Linked DNA regions of Zea mays: region 1 is linked to region 2. Evidence: chromatin contacts called from public Hi-C data. All regions are on one chromosome and are shown on one strand. The core of a region is the stretch at or near the end of the contact, and the rest is flanking DNA. Distances in the headings are between cores, read along the strand shown. Region 1 holds the start of LOC100285627. Region 2 holds the start of LOC103645964 (26S proteasome non-ATPase regulatory subunit 1 homolog A).

Evidence for each region. Hi-C and Micro-C count contacts between places; a contact is called where the count stands out from the background.
Region 1: a Hi-C map of ear shows a contact between it and region 2, with 1.7 times the contacts expected there. The contact joins the promoter of LOC100285627 here to the promoter of LOC103645964 in region 2. A contact is called at or near these places in 2 of 25 Hi-C or Micro-C datasets (ear and leaf).

What each region holds. Positions count from the first base shown.
Region 1 is chr2:11,880,785-11,883,484 of Zm-B73-REFERENCE-NAM-5.0, forward strand. It overlaps LOC100285627, which reads left to right and starts at 1,252. Exons shown (of 5, transcript NM_001351120.1): 1 at 1,252-1,502; 2 at 1,751-1,963; 3 at 2,136-2,259; 4 at 2,473-2,649. The coding sequence starts at 1,787.
Region 2 is chr2:11,574,772-11,577,471 of Zm-B73-REFERENCE-NAM-5.0, forward strand. LOC103645964 (26S proteasome non-ATPase regulatory subunit 1 homolog A) reads left to right here and starts at 1,332. Exons shown (of 13, transcript XM_008670688.3): 1 at 1,332-1,662. The coding sequence starts at 1,514.

The DNA.
Region 1 (2,700 bases), core at 2-2,501, 310 kb after region 2:
GGACTGCACGCGAAGCCCCAGCCCCAGCAACTCAACGTCGACGCTGTCGTCGTCCCTGGGCAGCGGCGCTGCGGACTCGACCAGCGTGGCGGTGGTTTCGGATAGAAGCGCCGCCGCCGAAGCCACCAAATGGGGAGCCCCCGGCGAGCACGGCGGCGGCGGCGGGAAGGAGGACTGGGCCGGCGGCTGTGAGCTGCCGCCGATTCCCACCGGCCTCGACATGGGGGTCCTCGGCCTTCGGCCTCTTATCTCCGGAGTCTGCTTCCTTCCAGCCGCCGCCGCTTCCGGTGCTGTTCCAAGAAGGCATCGACACAAAGCCCTCTCTTGATACGCAGTCGCCCGGCCTCCTCCACCAGTACCAGCACCAGCCGACCCCCGCCACAACCTTCCTCATGTCCATCCCCTCCTTCCCCAGCTACAATCAGCAGTCGCCACTCGTCCCTCAAGCTCGCGGCGTACAAGACTTTCTCTAACCACTAGCTCGTGCTCCAGTTCTTGACGAAATTGGTGGCAGCACGTCGTCCTGTATCCATGTCATCGATTTTGATCTTGGCGTTGGAGGCCAGTGAGCTTCTTTCTTGCAGGAACTTGCGCGGGTCCCGCCGCCGCGTGTTCTCGCCGGGGTGGACGAAGGGGCACTCCGTCCAGTCGTGGGAGTACGCGCCGCGAGGAGGTCCCCGAGCGTCGTGGAGTCGTTGTCGGCCGCGAGCTCCAGTAGCCGCGCAGTTACGGCCGCAGCCGCGGCAAGAACACTCGAAGTCAGGGTAAGGGTAGATTAGTACGAAGGGGAATACAACCTGTAGAAAGAGCAACATAACAAACGTTAACACAACGCGGGGCATTAACTGTCCCAATATGGCGCGGGTGTGAGCTCCAGAATACCAAAATGGCGATGCGCAGCTGCGGAGTAATAAAGTAACGAAGCCGCGTGACGAGATTGTTACAATCTCAAATAACTCTCCAGTAGGGATGGCAATTCTGCCCGCGGGCGCGGATATCCGCGGGTTCCGTACCCGATGGGCATGGATACGGGTAAAAAGTCTCGCCCACGGGTAAGGATACGGACAACACTTCTCACCCGCGGGTAATTAGCGGATATAAAATTTCGCCCGCGGGTATTACCCATTACCCGCTTAATTTATTAGACCACAAAAACATTCCCTGGTCCGGCCCAATTCTCAGTCGGCCCATCAAATATCCCTAAAGGCTAAAACCCTACATCTCTAATCCTCACTCTCCTCTAGTCCTCTCACGCGGTCGTTCTCACGTTGGCGGCTGGCCACCATTCCCTGTCTCGTGCTCACGGCGGGCGGCAGACCGCCAGGCGCCACCGCGCCAGACCAGCTGACCAGCAGGCGGCAGTGCAGGCCATCAGCCGTCACGGCTCTCCCTCAGGTCGGCAGTGCAGGCCATCAGCCGCCAACCGATCTAGTAGTGCAGACCGCCAGAGGCCAGGTGACCAGGTCGGCAGTGCAGCCGTGCAGGCGGCCAGCCCTCTCCAGGTTTGCTTGTTAATCCATTCTGGATGCCACTAGATCCTACTCCCGCGGTCACATACACGCATGTTATTTTCTGGCGGGTAACGGGTTGCCCGATATCCGCGGATATCCTGCGGATACGGATACGGGTCGAAAATTTTACCCGCGCGCTCTCGCGGGTACGGGTAAACACCAGAGACGCGGATATGCTGGCGGGCGGGTAAATGGCTTACCCGCACTTTACCCGACCCGCTGCCATCCCTACTCTCCAGGCGTCCAGCTACCACCACACACACGAAGAGCAGGCGATGAAAATGTCCGCTTCCGTTGCGGCCGCCTCCCCCACCCTCCGCTTCTCCTCCGCCACTCATCCTCTCCACCGACCGCTCCGCCGGCGGCTCCCGTCGGTTCGATGCTCCCTCGCCGCCGCCGCCGGCCCCGGTGTCCGGGCGCCCCCTGAGCTCGTCGACTCCATCCTCTCCAAGGTAACACTCTAACACTGACGCTAGTAGCTTCTTGCTTCCTGCCCCATTCCCGGATTCATGGTTTCCGCTTTGGTTCTGCTATCTCGCTTACTTCGTTTGTTGCGTGAATCTTGGTTTCTTCAGACGCTTAGATTCGTTTACATACATACATACATATTGTGCCGATCGACAGGTGAAGGGAACTGACCGAGGAGTGCTGCTGCCAAAAGATGGGCACCAGGAAGTGGCTGAGGTCGCGCTGCAGCTGGGGAAGTACTGCATAGACGACCCCGTCAAGTCCCCGCTTATATTCGGAGGTAAAAAAAAAAAGAAACTCGGTATGCCTAATCAGTTGCATTTCTATGTGGTGATCTTGTGCTGAACAATCAACACACCGTAAAAGAACCGCCTTGCAACCGCAAATGAGTTAATAAGCCACTGCAACTGCTATTACATCGCTTGATCTTGTATCCATGGTTCCTGCCATCCTTGATTAAGCTCGCATCGCATAAACCATCCAAATTGACCAGAATGGGAGGTTGTGTACTGCTCGGTGCCAACCTCGCCGGGAGGGCTCTACCGGACGCCCCTTGGCCGCCTGGTATTCAAAACCGACGAGATGGTCCAGGCGGTGGAAGCGCCTGACGTGGTCAGGAACAAGGTGTCGTTCTCCGTCTTTGGCCTAGAGGGCGCAGTGTCATTGAAAGGTAGGCCAGACGTTTTCCATGGAGCCGGTTTCTTGGGCGCATGCTGCACAT
Region 2 (2,700 bases), core at 82-2,581:
AGGCCATGGCCGTGGCTCATGGTAGATCGGACATTGGTCCGAATATTCCTTCCTAACAGTTGTACATTTTGCCTAGAGTGATGACTATTGTCCGTTTCCCGTGTTATGGCTACTAACAGACGGTTTGTAATGTATGTCAGTTTCTAGTCCTAATGGCGACCATTACTGTCCGTTTCCCTCCATCTGGCCATGTACAAATATGGAGGAGATGAAGGAGGTGAAGTTGCTTCCCTCTGGATGTGTACAAATACGGAGGCGACAGAGGAGGTGAAGCTGCTTCTAGTCACGCACGCGAATATCTCTCATACGCATTGCACTCAACCCATCATCGTCCCCACCTTCTGCGAGCACAGAGAGAGTGGGAGAGCAAGCCTCCGCAATCGCTGTCCGCAGAGCTACACTTGCATGGGTGTGCGGGCAATCAGGTTTCCAGGGAGCGTACTAGCGACCGCTCGCTTCGTCCGCTCGACCAAGTTCCTCATCGTCGGCGTCGTTCAAGGGACTGCACTACTTACATCTGTCTACATCGACTGCGTATGACTACATCGAACATACATACGAGATGTCTCGTGTGAATGGATCCACTAATGCTTTGAGCATCGGTCCATCCGTAGGGTACATTCTGTTCTTAGTAATTGTGCATGTTTTAATGTTGTTTACTGCTTATGCGAGTATTCATACACATATGCACATGCATGCCGTCACATACATCACACTAATTTTCTGGATTAAATTAAAACAAAAAATGCCTAATTCTCTAACACTTTTGAGCTCTAAAACTCTAACATGGGATGGACAAGAGTTTAAAGATAATTTAGATAACTTGTTTGGAGCTTTAACTTTAAAATTTAGAGGAGAGAATCTAGACATGCTCTAACTAGTTACACCAAAAAAAACAACTTAATAATACATTTTGATATTTTAGATGTTAGTATACTCCCTCTAATTGATTCTCTAAGTTTCCTTGAGAGTAATTTATATAAATTTGGTCTAAATTATTTGACTTATAGGCCAAATCTAAATTGAAGTACTATATTTATTCCCCTTTAACTACCATTTTTTATATCGAATAGTCAAACATATTTAATTTTAATTAAATGTAAAAATATTACTAATACTTATACTGTATAATAAATTTCATTAAACATATATTTGTATAAGACATTTATTTAAAAGATATAAATATTTTTTTAAAAAGCTAGTTATACTTGAAAAATCTATCTGACACTAATATTTTTTATAAATCTAGTCACATTTCAGAAAATTTAACTGACATAAAGATATAGACGTCATTTTAAAGAGATAGAGGCGTATATAATTTGGAACAGAGAAGAAATTACTAAAGAACCAGAATTCTATTGACACATAAACCCTTGTATTGTATCCTTTATTTGTTTACCGCACCTTCGTTTCATTGTTTTCATCAGTTGTCGTCGACTCATCCAAGCAGGACCCGCGGTACTCAAACCCTCGGTCCTTCTCGGCGGCGGCGTACGGGATAGCAGAGGTGGCCATGGCGGCGGTGGCCACGGTGAGCTCTGCCAGTGGGCTCCTTGCTATGCTGCAGGAGCCGGCGCCGGAGCTGAAGCTGCACGCACTCGACAGTCTCAACTCCGTCGTCCACCTCTTCTGGCCCGAGATCTCCACCAGTGTTCCCACCATGTGAGCCCGGCCTCCCCCCTCCTCGCTTCTGCTGGGCGTACGCGGTTGCCGCCGCTGTAGCTGCAGTGTTTGCGCGATTTGTTCAGGCGTTGGTTTGGCTGAATTTCTGAAGTGTTTCGATCCGCTTCTCTTATTGATGATGATGACTCTGGAAGAGACCTTGACCTAGATACCGTCTTTTTTGCGCAATTTCTTCAGAGTCAGTCGTCTGTGCAAGCTGAACGTCGTAGGTCACGGGTTGGTTCTGACACGTGGATTCCAGAGGCCCAATTCGCGTCCGTGTGCAAGAGTGTGATAACTATACTTTCGTACATTGATTGTAGCTGAACTGGTGTGCCACTCTTGTACTTCTTCTGCCCTTACTTGGATTTAGCTTGGGTTTTGATGGGAAGGCTAAGCTATTCGAGGCAACCTATAAGGAAAGGGTACAGTACCCAGTAGGAGTGAGCTGAGTGTAGGTACTTCAGATTTTGTTTTTGAAATTTCATGGGTGGACAGGTGTACATTTACGATTGTGGTTATGTCTTGATAGGAAATATTGTGTGAAACTGTGAAGTGAGAATGTGAAGGCTTGGTCTTTACAGATGAAAGGAAAAATGAATGCATGCATTATCTCCCTTCAACAATTTTGTTTAGGGTATTCCCTGTTCGGTTCCGTTATGTATAATTCAGTTGCAGTATGATAAGCTTGTTTTTGGTGGTTATGTATCTCGATAGTAGTTGCTTTCTTATATATTATAAACCTCTTGTTTCTGGAATGCCTGTTCCGCATGGTCCCTTTGTTTGAAATATTAACCTCAATTTCTGTTTTTATTAATCTCAATTTCTATTTTTAATTGATATATAGCTAGTTAGATTTCATTACATTCCTATGTTTGTTTCATGGTAGCTATCAGACTTTTTGATACAAATGTAGCTTAATTTTAATTCTCATTTAGTTTGTGGAGCTACTCTGCCCCATATTTTTCATGGTGAAGATGATTGGACCATCAATTAAAGTTCATGACTGCAGAAGCACACAAAGTGTGCCTTTTCTTG